Linked DNA regions of Anser cygnoides: regions 1 and 2 are each linked to region 3. Evidence: chromatin contacts called from public Hi-C data. All regions are on one chromosome and are shown on one strand. The core of a region is the stretch at or near the end of the contact, and the rest is flanking DNA. Distances in the headings are between cores, read along the strand shown. Region 1 overlaps CPQ (carboxypeptidase Q). Region 2 has its middle 14 kb from the start of MTDH. Region 3 has its middle 33 kb from the start of PTDSS1.

Evidence for each region. Hi-C and Micro-C count contacts between places; a contact is called where the count stands out from the background.
Region 1: a contact with region 3 is called in a Hi-C map of liver, with 2.4 times the contacts expected there. The contact joins two enhancer-like sites. A contact is called at or near these places in 2 of 7 Hi-C or Micro-C datasets (both in liver).
Region 2: a Hi-C map of fetal liver shows a contact between it and region 3, with 2.8 times the contacts expected there. The contact joins two enhancer-like sites. A contact is called at or near these places in 4 of 7 Hi-C or Micro-C datasets (fetal liver, granulosa cells and liver).

What each region holds. Positions count from the first base shown.
Region 1 is chr2:140,095,402-140,098,337 of Taihu_goose_T2T_genome, reverse strand. All of the region lies in intron 7 of CPQ (carboxypeptidase Q), which reads right to left. Among named protein-coding and RNA genes, the nearest start is that of MTDH, 110 kb to the left of the region's middle. Within about 2 kb of position 1,382, at least 2 of the 3 cell types and tissues checked have open chromatin away from gene starts, as enhancers often do. A contact at or near this core is called in liver, where this site is marked.
Region 2 is chr2:140,194,673-140,197,372 of Taihu_goose_T2T_genome, reverse strand. No RefSeq gene overlaps it. Among named protein-coding and RNA genes, the nearest start is that of MTDH, 14 kb to the left of the region's middle. Within about 2 kb of position 1,347, at least 2 of the 3 cell types and tissues checked have open chromatin away from gene starts, as enhancers often do. A contact at or near this core is called in fetal liver and liver, where this site is marked.
Region 3 is chr2:139,796,289-139,798,988 of Taihu_goose_T2T_genome, reverse strand. No RefSeq gene overlaps it. Among named protein-coding and RNA genes, the nearest start is that of PTDSS1, 33 kb to the right of the region's middle. Within about 2 kb of position 1,443, at least 2 of the 3 cell types and tissues checked have open chromatin away from gene starts, as enhancers often do. A contact at or near this core is called in fetal liver and liver, where this site is marked.

The sequences.
Region 1 (2,936 bases), core at 133-2,632, 300 kb before region 3:
ATGCGCTCGCTATTTTCTCACACTGCTTGAACACCCACGAGGGGTTCCCATGAATGCCTGCCTGCAAGCAGGCAGGGGGTTGCTGATGCCATAATTATCTTGAAATGGCTGCATTGCTTTTTTTATTGGATTAGCATTAAAAGCCCAAATATGAGCTTTCTGTGGGATGCTTCTGTGTAATTAGATGCTAGAAGACATGTAAATGTATATCTGCCGGGGCAGGAGCTAACTCAATCCGTCATTTATAAGCAAGCAACAGGGTCGCTTTGTTGTCCCGGGATTGCACAGTGTCACCAAGCGAGCCCTAAGCTGGGTCTTGGGGCTGCCAGTGAGCACAGGTCCATTTAGGGTCACTTATGACAGGGGCTGAACACAGGATAAATACCCATCTGACAAAAGCCATGTTTGAAAATATGTTTATTGTGTCAGATTTCATGAGCAGTAGCTATTTCTCCATTCAAGCTGAATGATAGCATTCAGCTTGCACACTTACTCATCCTGACAGCTAACAAGATAAACATGTCAGCGTGTGATTTGCCAAATATTTTCCCGTGGAATTCAGGCAGGAGTTGCCAAAGGAGCTGGCTTTTGGCAGGGGATCGCTGCACTCCAGCATACACACACGCAGCATGCATGGCAAGCAAAACACGCACCACCAAATCCACTAGGGATGTTTTCCTGGTGCACTTCGACTCTGCCCACCATGGCACTCTCCTGACCCATTATAAAGCTCCAGAAATCCTGATTTTGCTGCACAGAAAAATTGCACGGGGAAGATCTGCTGTTCCTGCAGGTTTAGCAGGTGCCAGGAGCTGGACAATGTTCATTATACCTTGGCAGCAGAGGCTTCAAAGGGCAGCGCTGGCAAGTCCCGAATTGGCTTTGCCTTTCATTGCAGGGCAGTTCTTCCCGGAGACTGAGCTGGCGACCTTTATCAGAGCGAGTTTTATTTACAGATTGGGAAATGGCAGAATGTCCTTTAAGATGAAAGAAATCAAAACACAAGAGAAAAGAAAGATTTTGCAGGAGCAAAAGCTCTGACAGGAGATCTGTTTGGAGAAGTCTGTATAAACAGACCTGTTGGGCTGATATCTCATATTTTAGCCACAGCTCGTTGGAGCCTTTAGGTTGATAATGAAGGGACTTTTAGGCTTTGGACTCCCCAGTGCATCTGTCTTTTAATAATAATGCAGCTATTTCCTCACACACTTTCAGCTGACTACAGTGCACTTGTCCCATCCGCTTGGTTTTGTGTTCCCTCTCTGCTCTGTTACCAGCACGTAACACTCACTGCCTCAGTATTTTTTACCTTGAAGATGCTCAGAAGTGTTTTGCAGCCTCCTGGCCTCTTCCAGGTGTCTATTCCCACCTATGAATGAAGACTGATTCCTCCATTGCTAATAAGAGCCTTTGCGTGAAGAACAGAAACATCTCACAGCACAAGGCATGCCAGGGAGCCAACCAGGACCTTGACAGCCCGGCTCATTGCCCCAAATCCCCTTTGCAGCCCAAGCTGTGCCCTAGGTCTCCAACCTGGAAGCTGGGCACTGCAATGCTGCAGTTCCCAGTGAAACCCAGGGGAAGGGCCCACTGCTCTCCCCAGCCAGCGTTGGGGATGCTCAGGAGAGCAGGCTCCCCTCCTCCGCATCCCTCAGGATGTCAGCATGAGGCTAGTGGCAAAAGCTGAGAGGGCTCCAGAAAAGCCCAGGAAAAGGTGTGATATAAGGAGACCTCTTTCTGTACCTGGCTGTGCTAGAGCAAGAGGTTCTCCTCTCCTGAGCCGCCTCCTATAGACAGCACTGGGCTGGTGGGAAAGCCCCTGACTTTCCCTTTCATGCCATACCCTCACAGCAACTCGCTATGTTTTAAGCCGAATCTACTGCACCAAAACTTTTACTTAAAGATATTTAAGTAGCAGCACACAACTCTGTGTTATACCAAGGGTAACAAGGGTAAATTATGATTCACTTAAAGCTCAACTCTTCTCAAGATGCAAATCTCCTATAAGTGCTGCTGCTGGTCAACAACGGATCCACCTTTCAGGCAACCCACAGACATGGAGCCATCCATATTAGTCACGTAACAGTGAAGGTTCCTGCCATCCTATAAACACGAAATAAAGACAGTTTGCATTTCTACAAATTCTACATGACTTGAGCCTGATAACTCAACTGGGAGGTGTCCCCCATTAAGGCAGACAGGAATTCAGGTCAACCAGTTGCCCGTGGCCACGCAGGAGAGAATGGAGCAGAGGTGAACAGGGGATTCCTGGCCACCAGGCTGAGCTCTCCACCTATGTCTCCCTCCACCTCCAATGGACCATCCATACTGAGAAAATATCAGATATCTGGGTGCTAAAGTGCTGGGTGAAATAAGAATGTGGGCAGTCCATAAGGATCTCCTATTTCCCAGTGCTAGTTAGTTTGGTTTTGCTTAGCTTGCTTCTGAAATACTTCATCAGCACTTTAGTGGAAGGCACTTTTCAAAAGAACTCACCCCCCGCTGCACTTGTGACAGTCCTAAAAAGAAACACTGCTCTGATTCCTTGCTTGTACGGCTTCCCTCCAACCCATGCTGTGTCCCACCCATCAGCTCAAGTTCTTGCCACCCTACCCCAAAGCCACGTCCCCACCCTGACCCGTCTTTGCTGTGGCTGCACAGTAAGAATGCCCCTGCAGTGTCCCAGAGGCCAAACCCAACACATTGTCTTCACCGTGCTCTTGAGGGTATCGTGACAGAATCTGCCCTTTTGGCTTTCCCTTTGCAGACTGCCTGCAGGAAACATGCTCCCTCCACTACCACATGGATGCCCAGGTGATGTTCCCTCCACAGAAGTGATGTGTGAGCTACTACACTGTGGTCACAGCTACAAATCAGAAGATGCCAGAATTGGCTGGCTCAGCAAGGCTACCCACCATCTTCTGGTTTTGACTGAT
Region 2 (2,700 bases), core at 98-2,597, 400 kb before region 3:
GCAGATCGGTGAATGAAACGGGAAGAAAAGATAACGTGTTCAAGTAATGTGAAGATACCTAGCCTTCTGCCCATGCCTCATACATAGTCCACTGAGATGTGCATTCCATATTGCTCAAGGAATCTTGAAATAAATGATGGCTGGGAAAATTCAGTCTGACAGATTTCTCAAGCCAGCGCTAATCTCTATTTCTTCTCTCCTAGCTCCCCATCTAGTCTTTATTCCTCAGCTTCCCCATTCACAATGATTTCCAATCTCTTCCTTTAGATTCTTCATGCAATCTCAGCTTCTAGTCCACGCATCTTCTCCTAGACATTTCTCACTATTTCCACCATATCTGACCATTAATTAAAACCATCTCTTTTTCATACCCCCTTCCTGACAACATGTTGTTCAATCTCAGACTCCTCCAGACCCTTATCTGAATCCTCTCTCAAACTAGATCTTGAATCTGCCCACTTCAGCCTTTTATCTTCCATGAATATTGCACCTTGGCAGCTTTTCCAGCTTTCCTTTCTCATGCTGCAGCTGCCATGCCATGCCATGCCTTGCCACCCATACCACGGCCTGAGCAGCTCCGCTTTCTCTCTCCCATCACCACCGAGACCCAATGCTGACTGCTGAGAGACTACAAGACTGACTGAGGGACTACAGGGGTACAGCCTTGCTTTCAGATCGCATGCCCAGACTTCATCCAGCAACAGCTCAGAAACAGTAACGTGGGGAAAGTCCGGGGGGCAGCCGAAGACTGGAGCCTGCTGGGGTGGATGGGGTCTTGGAGAGTTTAATTCAAAACTGGGGTCTCTACTGAAAACATCTGCTATGCACAGGCTCCAAGTTTTATAATGTGGCCAAATTTTGGTAAAATTTCATGAGGATAGCAGGAAGTTAATCTCCAATAAATAGGCCACCCAGCTTGCAAACAGGAAGTCCCTGTACCAAAGGATGACTGCACTGCAGCTATTCAGAGAAAAGCCTGCCAGAATTTTTTAACGTGGTCAAAACAATGTATTTTTTTTTTCCTCAGTTGTGTTTTCAGAAACAGCTGAAAGCTTTTCACTGAAGTTTTCCAGAAGATTGTCCCGAGGCAAACATCCAGCATGGAAAATTCCAGACTGAACAATTAGTGCGTAGCAAAAGTGTATGCAACTGATAACAAGCCTGTGGGTTGGGAAATTTTGGGTAATTGTCCTAGCAGTCAGTGCCACCAGTTCAACTGCAACCCACTCGTGTATTAGCCAGGTAGTACACCACTGCTCACCGAAGAGCAGCAAAGGCAATGTGCTATCTCTTTTAGCTCGGAGGTGGTTATACCCTTTCTCTCCATCCATTCACATCATGGAAATATGAATTCGAGGTCTAACTGGAACAGTTTCAAATGCACTACGAAGCACAGCCAAACAATGCTGTTCTGTCAAAATCCCCGAGAAATTTAATGCAAAAGTCTATCTATGTGCAATATAGATGTGTGTAACAGCAGCCATCTGTATTATTAATAATGTGACAGGAACGTTGGACTTGATTCCCTTTTTTAAAAGTTTTATCACCAAGGTTAAATTAAATGCCTTATTTCTTATGTAAAAAAGGGAGAGAAGACTGAGGCCCTTTTCTCTTTGAATGTGCAGTATTGGTGTATGCTGTTAACACTATTTCTGGCAAATACTTGCGGAATGGATAGAGGAGGATTGTTCTGTCAAAATGCTATGAATACAAACGTGTTTTTAGTGGGGTTTATGAGCTAAAATGAGTGCAGTGTGGGATCCTGCACAGAGCAATGGGCCAGGGCTTAGACCGAGTCTCCAGTCCTCTTCCATGGATTGCGCTGTAAATCGTTTCTCTTCTGTGGCTCATTTACCCTCTGGTAAATAACATCTAAAGGTCTCTGTTGTGCCACAGATTAAGTTTCAATTTCTCAGATTCTTCCAGAATCCTATTCGTTCAGTTTTCCTACCTTTGGCCACCTGACCAAATCGTGCCAGCCTCGTCAGTGCTAGAAAACATCCTTCCAGCAGGTGGCAGATATTGCTTATCCAATGTAACCCTGACATCCAGTTCAGGATGTCAGCTATGGGACCTGGAACATCGATAAAAGCAGGAGCTAAAACCTGAATAACACATCCTCAAGATACATGTGTTTCAAAAATATATTAAGTAGCTTGATTAAAGGGTACCATATTTCTTATGTGTTAGGTCAATTCCTAGATGTATACTTTTCTTTCTTTATGATTACTTTCCTAAAGCCTCTTTGGAAAAAAAAAAATATTTAACTGAAACAACAATAAGTGATTTAGCTGTTCAAAACCAACTTTTCTCACTTGGCATGTGTTTATGACATCCGAATACTAACATTTCCTGTTACTGAATCACGTGAATTGCTACCTATAATGCAAATCAGTGTCTGAATTCTTTCAGACCAGAATTCAGCTGGGCATTTTTTAACAGAAGCACCTCATACGAGTCTGGCCAAAATATAGCAAATTTCAAACCCTGATGTGCTTCACAGTAAATGTTGAAATCGAGTCTATTTTTACTGCCATTCTTCCTACTGTACTCATTAGTTCCCTCTCTCCTTTTTGTAAGTCCAGATAGTCAGAGGAGTTATAGTAAAGTTCACCTCATGACATAAGAAGCTGATAGAGAGCTCTAATTTCAGTGCCGTGTGCTTCATTCTATTATTACTTGTCCATTTCTTAAGAAGAA
Region 3 (2,700 bases), core at 194-2,693:
CCTTAGTAAACACTAGTTTTAAATCAACAGCCGAGGTATAGGTCGTGAAAGCTCCTTGGAAAAGGTAGGTAAATTGAAGTAACACAGCTAAATAAAACGAAGACCAGAATAGAAATGGGGGTGGTGTCACCTCACTCCTGTTTCGTTTTTGTGTAGTACAGCGTGTTTTCATCTGTAGGGATTAAGAAATGTGGATAACATTTTTGGATTTACTACAGAAGCACTTTTTTTTTAGCGAGTCCCATGATAATTTTGTGGTTACAGCCTGGGAACTGAAGATCTGGGATCTTACTCTAATCTTTGTCTTCAGCTTCCTGAGGAAACATAGACAAGTCACTTACCCTTTGTCCCCGTTTCTGATCTTCAACGTGAACTTACTGACCCCCCCCCATCAATGTTGCAATGTCCTATGCATTGTTTCAGAGAAATTCCTTTGACATTGGAGTGGTGCAAGGAAAAAAAAAAAAAAAAAAAGTACAGCATGAAAGGTCGTTAGTGGTAATGACGTTACTGCTGTGGAAAGCAATGGGCCCCAATGAACAACACAAGCTGCCTGGACCTGGAGTCAACAAGGGGAACACTTCAGCCTGAGATGTTTTGGGTTGTTTAGAGAACATCGCCAGGAAATCGCATTTCAGCTCTAACGCAGCTGGTTTCTCCGCCCCGATCTCCGTGCCACCACTCCAAATGCACTTGAAACGTGGGCAAACGGAACATGCAGATCCGGATTTGTGATCCAAGTACAGCAAAGTCAGCTAGTGGGCAGAGCCACGAATGTTCAACGAGTTCCAAGCACCATTTTGCATCACCTGCTGCTCGTACAGCACAGAGCGGAGAAAAAAAACCAGCACCAACCCTAAATGTCTCTGCTAATTCAATACAAGGTCCTAGTTTTCTTCCAGATCATTTATTTAATTAATGGAAATGTTCCCTTTAGTGGTACTTTTCACCATGTTCTTTTTCCTGTCCATTGAGAGCTTTGTGAAAGCAAGTACTGAAGTCAGGCTACAAGGACACCACTACAGGTTTCTACTGGTGGTGACCCTGTACAGAGGAGATTCAGAAAAGCAAGGACATCATGTTTTGTCCCAAGGAATGAGAGCTGTAATTTCTTCCCCCAGCTCCCCACAGGCAAGTTAAACGATCTAGACTTCTTTTTCTCTAGGTCAATAGGAACATCTCAAAGCTGACAGACAGAAGTCATGGTAAATGGTACAAGTCAGGTGCCCCATTGAGGTTTGGGACTGAAAGGATTTTCGAAACCTTTAAAATAAATGCTCGATGACAACTGACTCTTATTGGAAAAATGGAAATTCTTTGGGGATGGCATGAAGTCCTGAACGCCCACTGAACTCTTCCAAATTCTGAGCCACATAAAGACGCGAGGCAATATTGATCTGCACAGCGGCTTCCCTTTCCCAAACCAGGCTGCAGGGAGGAGAGACGGGCTCATCTGAGCAAGCAGACGAGCTCAGAGCTTCGCTGCAACAGGCTGAAACGGAGGCGAGCCTGGTGCGGCAGCGCTCCTGGGAGCAGAAACCAAACCACCCCTTCCAACAGCGGTCACCCTGTCCCACCTCGATGCCCTGCACAAAGGGCAGCGGTAAGAGGAGGAGAGCCAGAAGAGCCCTGCCCAGGGCTTCAGCCCAAAGATCTTCTGCAGAGAGCAGAGCTTCCTGCAAACAGGGAAGGTACTGGGACAACAAATTGGTAGTCTGTACGCTTGGTAGCAACCAAAATAGAAGTCTTTCTCTCGCTTATTCTCCGAAGACAAGAGCTATCATTTCACGTTTTAATTAAAAGCCTCCCCAAAGCTACTCATTTGATTTTATTTTGCTTTGGTTGTTCTGCAGCAAGTTTGACAACACGGGCACTTTGCAGGCCTGCTTGTCTGGCACATGTAATTAAAGTCAACAGGAGTTACGAAGCCTTTAAAACTGAGCCAGGGTGGCTAAAGCTGGCAGCCCAAAATTAGAAGCAACGTTTGAAAATCCAGGTCCCATTCTCTGTGTTTGTGTTACAGCAGCACCTAGAGGCTGCCGCTCGGATTCGTGTCCATCCTCCTGGACACTGTGTGCATACAGACAGACTTGGACGCCTTCAAGCACCCAGACACACAGTAGTCACTGTCACAGAGGCTACACTCAATCAGGCTGAGCGTTTTGATGAGATGGCTCACCTGATAGATATATATGTACATACACGAGAGCATTTTATGCATTTTTTTTTTTTAAGCAAAACCCACTGAAACACTGAATTGGAGGGCACAGCAATTGCAGAACATACTCTGGATGACATCCATAGGAATGCTACTGCTGTAAATTCCCCTACTCCAAAACGCATTAAATAAGCTATCCAGTTATTTCACGATCATCTGCAAGCCGAGATCCATGAAAACTATGAAAATTAAATCCATGTGTATGCTTAGTATAGTCTGGCACTTACGTTGTTGCTGATTATAGGAATTCAATGTTTACAATTTACATTCTTTCCCAGACTTTTTTTTTTCCCCCAAATTGAAGTAAAAACTCCCTTGGCCTTATCATAATACAATTTAGACTGCTGAGGGCAGCACGAGTGCTCCTGTGTGAGAGAAGCGAAGTCCAAGCATGAGACACCGATCCTGGTCTGAGCAATGAAGGAAACACAAGATAGGATCCAAGTTAAAGATATAGAAAGGAGCTGGGAAAAAATGATTGC